Linked DNA regions of Mus musculus: region 1 is linked to region 2. A link is a contact called in public Hi-C data. All regions are on one chromosome and are shown on one strand. The core of a region is the stretch at or near the end of the contact, and the rest is flanking DNA. Distances in the headings are between cores, read along the strand shown.

Region 1 (4,193 bases), core at 104-2,603, 260 kb before region 2:
TGCACAAATGTGTGCACATGTACACACATGAGAATACGCGACACATACATACACTACACATCATACAAATAAATGTAAACAAGCCCAGTTTTAATAAGCATGGCATACTTTGGAAAATCTTTTATTCATGCTCTAAACTGTTTTTTCCCATTCTTCCCCCCTCTTTCTTCCTCCTCCTCCTCCCCCTTTTTCATTGAATATTTTCTTTATTTATATTTCAAATGTTTTCCCCTTTCCAGGTCTCCCCTTCGGAAGCCCCTATCCCATGCCCCCTCTCCCTGGCTCTATAAGGGTGCTCCCCCACCCACCCACTATCTTCCCTGGCATTTTCCTACATTGGGACATCGAACACCTTCAGGCCTGAGGGCCAGTCCTCCCACTGATGTCCAACAAGGCCATCCTCTGCCACATATTTGGCCAGTGCCATGGGTCTCTACATGTGTACTCTTTGGTTGGTAGTGCCATCCCTGGGAGCTAAGTGGGGGTTGGGGGAGGGTCTGGCCAGTTGACACTGATGCTTCCTCCATGGGGTTGCAAACCCCCTCAGCTCCTTCAGTTCCTTCTCCAGTCCTCCATCGGGAACCCCACGCTCAGTCCAATAGTTGGCTGCGAGCACCTGCCTCTCTATTTGTCGGGCTCTGGCAGAGCTTCTCAGGAGACAGCCATATCAGGCTTCTGTCAGCAAGCACTTCCCGGCATCCACAATAGTGTCCAGGATTGGTGGCTGCATATGGGGTGGATCCCTAGATGGGGCAGTCTCTGGATGGCCTTTTCTTCAGTCTCTGCTCTACACTTTGTCTCCATATTTCCTCCTGTATTTTGTTCACCCTTCTAAGAGGCACTGAAGCATCCACATTTTGGCTTTCCTTCTTCTTGGGCTTCATATGGTCTGTGTCTCTAAAGTGTTCTTTAAGAAAGTAAACAACTTTAACTTATTATTGTTGTGTGTGCATTGCATGTGTGTGTGTGTACCACGGTTTTTGTGTGGAGGTCAGAGGTTGTTTTTCCACTGTGAGGTCTGTGCAGCAAGTGTTTTTACCCACTGCCCCATCTCCCCAGGCCATCAAAAGCATTCCTTTCCTGTAGAGATTTTTAGGTGGAGTGACCTAGAGGGGCTGAAACCTTGAGCAAGATATTTAGCCAATCACTTCAAGCTAAGATTTCACCATTGTGGACAGAGACAAAACTGCTGACTTAACTTACAAAGCTTAACTGACTTAACTTACTGAGAGGGATTAAGCTGAAAGTACTTCATAAACAGGCTACGACAGCAAGCGTTTGGAGAAGTACTATACGCAGTATTATTATTACAACACTACCAGCTCTTAGTCCCTCATGAATCATGCTCGGATTACATGGCAACAAACCGAGCCCTTCAAAAAGGAAATAGTGCAAAGGAAGCAGAGGGCGGAAGGCACACTGATGTGGTTCTGAGTCAGAGAAACCACACTTCCAGGTCAGAAACGTGCACCACTTCACTGCCACAACGCACAGCACGAATAGCATGCACCTGCGTCCAGCAAACAGCTCGGCTTAATTGAAGAAAACATATAAATCACAGGAGCCTGAGGTTATCGGACTGCAAGGATAAAAGGACAAAGAGACAAAGAGAGTAATTTCATTTAGCATATCTCTACAGAGAAGGATTTTTCCCTTTCAAGGTTTACCACCGAGGGCTTCACCCCATACAGTTAAAAGCAGCAGCCGCCGCCAATTCATCACGAAAGTGATATTCACACAAAACACTCAATAGTGACCCCAAACATCAGCCCCTTAAGTGGAACTGCAAAGCACTCAAGAGAGAAGGCGGCAATCAGTGGGTGAATTGAGATGTGAAGGAGGGATTTTACTGAGGCGGCCCTGGGCAGTCCTCCGTGCTACTGGGGAGGGGCGATTAAGGCCAGCACAGCAGCCAGAGCCAGCCAGTGTTCATCCTGGGGGGGGGCGGGGGGGGGAATCGGAACAGCTGCAGGTGATGCCGCCCCACATTCACACCGCTCGATGGTTTAATTCCCAAACACTAATACTGACGCTTTATTTCTTGTCTTAGTTGAGTTCACGTCTAAACGTATTATTTAGCAGACCAAGATCCATCCATAGCTGAACATGACAAAAGAAGCTTCTCTATTTATCTTGGGAACTCCGGCACACAGGAAGCCTGGAGGCAGAGGAGGCAGGCCTTCATGCCATGTGCAGAAGCTTGAGAGCATCTTCAGTTTCTTCAAGACAAGGTATTTTTTTACAGTGGAATGGCTCTAACAAGTACTGGAGAATTCCACTTGTTTTCTAGAATGATCCCAACTCACATATACCTAAGTTTTAATTCATATTATTTAAGACCAGACGAGAGGTTACCAATCCAGTGTTAATAATGTTCATTTAACTTGGTTCCTTCCCCACAAAGAGAGAGAGATACCATAGTCTAACAGTCACACAGCCTCCAGCCTAAAAAGGACTTGGTCAATGTATTTCTAAAAGTGTCCCTAGAAGTCACTGGCCTTCCAAGAGCCTCAGAACTGGGCATCTGAAGCTTTTTGGCACCATTTCCACATTCCTAAAGGGATATATTATTTGGCAGAGAACAAATTAAGTGTTTTTTTTTTTTTCCTCACTGTGTCAACATGGCCTTCTTAAGAGTGTTTTCCAGATATCTTAAGTCAGTTTTTGAAGTGTAGGGGGACAGCTGGATAACACAACCTTAACAACATATAAACAGACCACATAAACAAAGGAAGTTCAGAGAACACACTTTCCACCCCTCCCCCTACCCCCACCCCGCACTCTCTTAAGTTTGTGTTACTCAACCCATATGGCTTCAGATTCATTTTCTCAGTGGCAGGCCACTAAGAAATGAGTAATAAAGTGGGTGGAAGATAAAGGGGCCAAGATCAACAAAAGAAGGAAATGAAGAAAAGGCCAGTGAACGCCAGAGGCCTCTAAAGTAGTTCAGTAATTTGGGCAATACAGTGATTTTCAAGACTATGGCTTGGATCCCATGGGAAGGAGCCTTCATCTGGTCCATGATGGGGTGATTCAAACTGAATCACGGCTACTAAGCCACAGAAGGCCAAGAGTCCTTCAAGTGCATCATCTGGGCCTGACAATGGATCAGTACAGAGGTCACAGTGAACTCTGCAATCCCATGCAAGGCATTTAAGACATTTCATGAATGCTACTCTGGAAGGAGAAAGAAATGTGTACAAAGGCAAAGCAAAATACACAAATTTGCTTCTCTGCTGCAGTTTACATAAATATCATGCAAGATATTTCCTGGCAGAGGGACCTACCCAAGTCTTCTGGCTATAGTCCTAAAAAAATCCTATTATTTTGAGGCTTATGCTTTGAACTGAATCTGCACCTTAGCTTGGAAGCCCTCAGATTCCGTACTAACACTAACTATTCACTTAGCCAAGAGCTAAATTAAGATATATTAATAACTGATATGTTATAATTAAAAATTATATGACTCATACTAACTCACCATTCTCTCCGTGTAACAAGCTGGGATACCAAGTCATGATGGAAGCATGGTTTTGGGGCATCTGGAGAGATGGCCCAGTGGGTACTTTCCCTATCAAGAGTGAGGGTGTCTGGACAAAGCTGACAAATGTAATCCCAGCACTTGGGAGGGTGAGATGGAATTCCTGGGGCAAGCTGGTTAAGACAAGCTGAATCAGGAAGGTTTGGGTTCAACTGAGAGACTGTCTCAAAACAAAATAAGGAGAACAAGTCACCTAAAGTCAACTGCAGGCTTCTACATTTGTGCATACTCATGTGCACTTACGCATACCTGCAAACATGCACATATTCAACAAATAATAGCAAGAGGAATGTGGCTTCTGTTGACATAGGACAACAAAAAAGGAAATTGGGTGATGTTTAAAAACTGTTCCATGGACCAGGGAAAGGACTAGCACTGGCCAACAGCTCTGAGGACTTGGCTTTAATCCTAGAACCCATGGTAAAAGAGAGGACCAATCTTTGGGAGCTGTTCTCCGACCTCCACTTGCCAGCCATGCAACATGGGCAAGTGTCTGCTGTGTGTGCCTGATGGCCAGATCCACTGATGCAGGCTGTGAGCCCAGCACTCCTACAGGAAGATCAGAGGTCAAGGCACAACTCCCTGGAAGCTTTCTGGAGTACACATGCCAGGAGCATGCAGGGTGACAGAAACAGAGACTGCCTCACAAGAT
Region 2 (3,808 bases), core at 923-3,422:
CAAGCTTTCCAAGTTTGATTTATCCAGTATTGGGAAATCAGCAAATATTAGCTGGTAACCTACAGTGAGGATTTCCCAAAGCCTTTACCTAGAGTGATCTGAAAAGATGCAGGCTAGTCTCAGAAACTGGGATGGATTTAGGAAGCTTCATTATATTCTAAGTAATTCTAGGCTTATAAAGCATCCACACAGTGGGAAACAGGACAGAACTCGGCTCTCTGGGCCAGCTCTGGCATGCTTGTTATTTCTCTCACTAGTGGATAAGGATTGGGATTCTGGTCCAGCCTCGTAACTAAACAGAATGGCTGCCCATAAAACTGGGTTATTAGATTTACCTCATTGAAGCTCATTTTCTGAGAGACCCAAAGTGCTGCGCTGAGACAAACCCAAGTGCACCGAAGTCCATCCGCTCATGCTCACAGCGGTGCACAGGTGGGGACGCCATGGACCAAAGCCAATGCCCCAAGGGAAGTCAGAAGAGCCATAATGCAGGACCCTAGACAGGTTATACCAAAGAAAACAAGCCTTCCTCATCCTGCTGCTTCTCAGATGACGGGGTGAGCTGTGACAGATGCCAGAGGAAGGGTTTGCAAACATTCCATGGTCAAGGTGTTCAACGGGTAAGTCCATCCCCAAACCAGTAAAATAAAATAAAAAGAAGGGTTCTCTGTTAGTTAGTTTCACGCAGGCCGTTTGTACGTCAGAAGAAAAGGTGTAGGGAGCGGCAGCAGCCAGAGCAGATGGCAAAAAAAAAAAAATTCTCTGCTATCTTAAGAAGGAGCTTTTAACCGGCGCACTCTCACCACACCTGGCTAGTGCCAGACCTTATGCACGGGAGCACCGCATCTGTAATATCAAAGCTTGGGTTTATGGTGATTTTTTTTTTTCCTAAAAAGAGGTGCTGTCAAGAGATTTGTTTAAAGAACTCTTGGGAAATTTTCTTAACCCACTGTACCATTTTATGAACCTCCCCACAAAAATGACTCTCACTCAGCATCCCCATCATCTAACATGTAAGTACCCAGACTGTCTAAGGTGCTATACAGCTGTTACACACCTACCCCTGCAGCTGTTTTAAATTAGAGACTTCTGCATCAGCTGCCACTGGACGTTTTGCCCATGCAGATGGGCCACAGGGGTCTGCATTCTGAGCGTCCTTTATACATTCCCCCTTCAGCAGCCTCTATGTCTGTCCCTGTCCCTGCTTCCCATCCCATCTCACCCATCCCATGGTTTTTTAAATCAAGAAAGTTTCAGGGAATCAAAAGAGGTTGGGATTTTTTTTTAACCCAGCAGAATCGCAGAGTTATATATTTTGCTATGAACATTGTTGTGGTACAGAAAATCCACTTTGCCTGTTGGTTTGTGGCAAGTCTGTGTGTCTGCACTCTTGGTAACTTGAATGTCGAGCCAGCCCTATGGCTTCAATGTAGTGTTGTTGAAAGATTAAACCACACAGCTTCAGGAAGCCTACTCAAGTTGTTCCTTCCTTATTTCCCATCCCTGACCAGTTCTGGAGAGCGGTGTGTATAGACACTGGGCTGGGTTTTCTGTTCATGACACAGAGGGCATTTTGTTGGGAGGTGGAGGCAGAAGCAAGATGTCACCTGTCTCAGTGAATTGAATCATGACAGTCCTTATTCTAATATCACTAATTCTCCATGGCACTGCCCTCATTCTGCTTTGGGAAATCTTGTTTCTCTTCCTTCGGCCCTTTACCCATCTCCTCTCGTATTTTTACAATTGTATGAATCAATAACAGGTCCCTGTGTCACCAGTGGCGCCTCCCTTTGGTTTGCTGTGGTACTTTGCTGTGTATTCTGTGGCCTCACGTTACTGTGTAAATAAATTCTGTTTAATATACACTAAAAACCAGACTTGAAGTGCATGTCCTTCCGGTGGCTTGTCCATAGAGGCGTGCTGGCGTGGGTCTAACTGTAGATGCAGCTCTCGTATTCATTCCCAAGATGCCTTCCTGTTCTTAAAACAGGCTACAGTAGGTAGCTTTTCGCCAGCATGCCCTCTGCCCTCTGGACTCCATTTCTTACCGACAGACTCTTTTCTCTTCAGTGCCTCTGTAATTTGAGAAAAGGGGGGCTCCAAGAGCAAGTGGCTAACTCCTCAGGTTTGCTGGGTAAGATCGCCCCCTGGTGTCCAGACACTGCAGACTGCCTGGTTAGAGAGGCTTGGCGGCAGCTGATTTAACTGACTCCTCCAGCAGGAAGTCAGGCTGCGGAGACAAGCCTGTACACCATCATCTACAAAATCAGGCCTGCCCTTAAGGTACATTTGTCACAGGAGACATCCTTCCAGAGGCAGCCGACAGGTAACAAAAAAGGAGCCCATCTGGTTTAGGCAAAAAGACGGCAGTGAGCAGTGAAAAATGCTGCTAACATTTTTCTTAAGTTCTCTCAGAAAGGTAGTTTCCAGGCTTGGGTTTTATGTTGCTGAGGTACAAACTCCATATGAATGTGTACTCTAAGCGTGTTTCCTGCATCCAGGAGGAAGAGTTAACAAACTGACCAGATGTTGCCCAGGCTTTGCATACAGCCTGGGCTTGAGCAGTGTAGGTCACAGAGAATGTGGTACGATGATTGTGTAACTGCCCAACACTAGTGCTATATGAGTAGCCACTCTGGGGACTTAAAAGATTATGGGCTCTGGAGGTGTAGGCCAGTCATGGTTGGCTTAACCTGAGTTTAGGGAGACAAGGGTCAGCTAGAGGAGATGGACCCTTGTCATCAGCATTCCTGCAGAGTCACTTTTCAACCCATGCTATGGGGAAGCTGATTTCTTTCCTACCTGGAATACGCAAGTCTCTGCAGCCCTGCCACCCCTACATGTGCGCTCTCCCCAGCCCAACCAGGAGGCTTCCCTCTAAGTGAGACTGCATTCCTCCAGGGAAGGAGTTTCATTAGCACCTTAGGAGCCAAGAGCAGCAGTTGGCAGATCACAAGTTGTCATTAAAGGCAGCTCACAGCAATTATGGCTAAAACTTAAAAATTGAATTTCACACTGGGCAAGGCTTGAAGAGGGGCTGGTTGCTAAGCTCCAACTCAAATGTGCAAAACACTTTTAAGAGCAAACAGGTTGTCTGAGTATGACAGGGATTTCAGTACCAGATAACCCTCTCTATGTGTACCCTCAGTCCAGTAATTGATGGTTCCTGTGTCCTCTGGAAGCCACTGAAGCCTCTGAAAGCTGCTGGAAAGCATGGGGACCTTTAGTCTCCGCCTAAGAACCAGGGGATCAGGAATGAAAAAATGACCCCAGAGTGAAGAATGATCTCCAGTTAACACTGTTCATATTGTTCTTGTGCGGGACCAGAGTTAGGTACCCAGTGCCCATGTCAGGTAGTTCACAACTGCCTGGAACTCCATCTCCCAGTGCCCACACACACAGACATATATAGCACATAATTTTAAAATAAAAGCTTCAGGATAACATGGCTATAACACAATGAGAATAACATTTATCTTTTAAAATAGCAAAACTGGAGGCCTCTGGGAAATCTATAAGCAAAGCATCTAGGAACCTCTAGAGAGGAAGGAAATTCACCTGTGGAGGCAGGGCACAGTACAGGGGCCTCCTATATGTCAGTCCCCACCACCCACTGCTAATCCAGGCTTGAGCCAGAATCAAAGGGAGAGCCAAAACCTCCAGGCAGTGCTGGAGAGATGAATATGGGTTAAGAGCATTTACTCTTGAAAAGGACCCAGATGTGGCTCCCATGTTAGTTGGATCACAAGCACCTGTAAGTCCAGCTCCAGGAGATCCATGATCGCGCTCACTTTCTTTGCCCCACTGT

Evidence for each region. A called contact is a pair of places that touch in the nucleus more often than the background predicts.
Region 1: a Hi-C map of bone marrow-derived macrophages shows a contact between it and region 2, with 29 read pairs. The contact joins two enhancer-like sites. A contact is called at or near these places in 4 of 484 Hi-C or Micro-C datasets (the HL-1 cell line, bone marrow-derived macrophages and muscle stem cells), 4 of 115 datasets of contacts at active chromatin or transcription factors (the NIH/3T3 cell line, bone marrow-derived macrophages, effector CD8 T cells and 1 more) and 1 of 9 other capture datasets (embryonic stem cells).

What each region holds. Positions count from the first base shown.
Region 1 is chr9:56,462,666-56,466,858 of GRCm38.p6, reverse strand. The region is part of intron 1 of Hmg20a (high mobility group 20A); the gene reads right to left. Among named protein-coding and RNA genes, the nearest start is that of Hmg20a, 46 kb to the right of the region's middle. Within about 2 kb of position 1,353, at least 178 of the 459 cell types and tissues checked have an H3K27ac peak or open chromatin away from gene starts, as enhancers often do. A contact at or near this core is called in bone marrow-derived macrophages, where this site is marked.
Region 2 is chr9:56,199,190-56,202,997 of GRCm38.p6, reverse strand. Peak1 (pseudopodium-enriched atypical kinase 1) reads left to right here. Exons shown (of 7, transcript NM_172924.3): 7 at 1-1,872. Among named protein-coding and RNA genes, the nearest start is that of Tspan3, 40 kb to the right of the region's middle. Within about 2 kb of position 2,172, at least 17 of the 459 cell types and tissues checked have an H3K27ac peak or open chromatin away from gene starts, as enhancers often do. A contact at or near this core is called in bone marrow-derived macrophages, where this site is marked.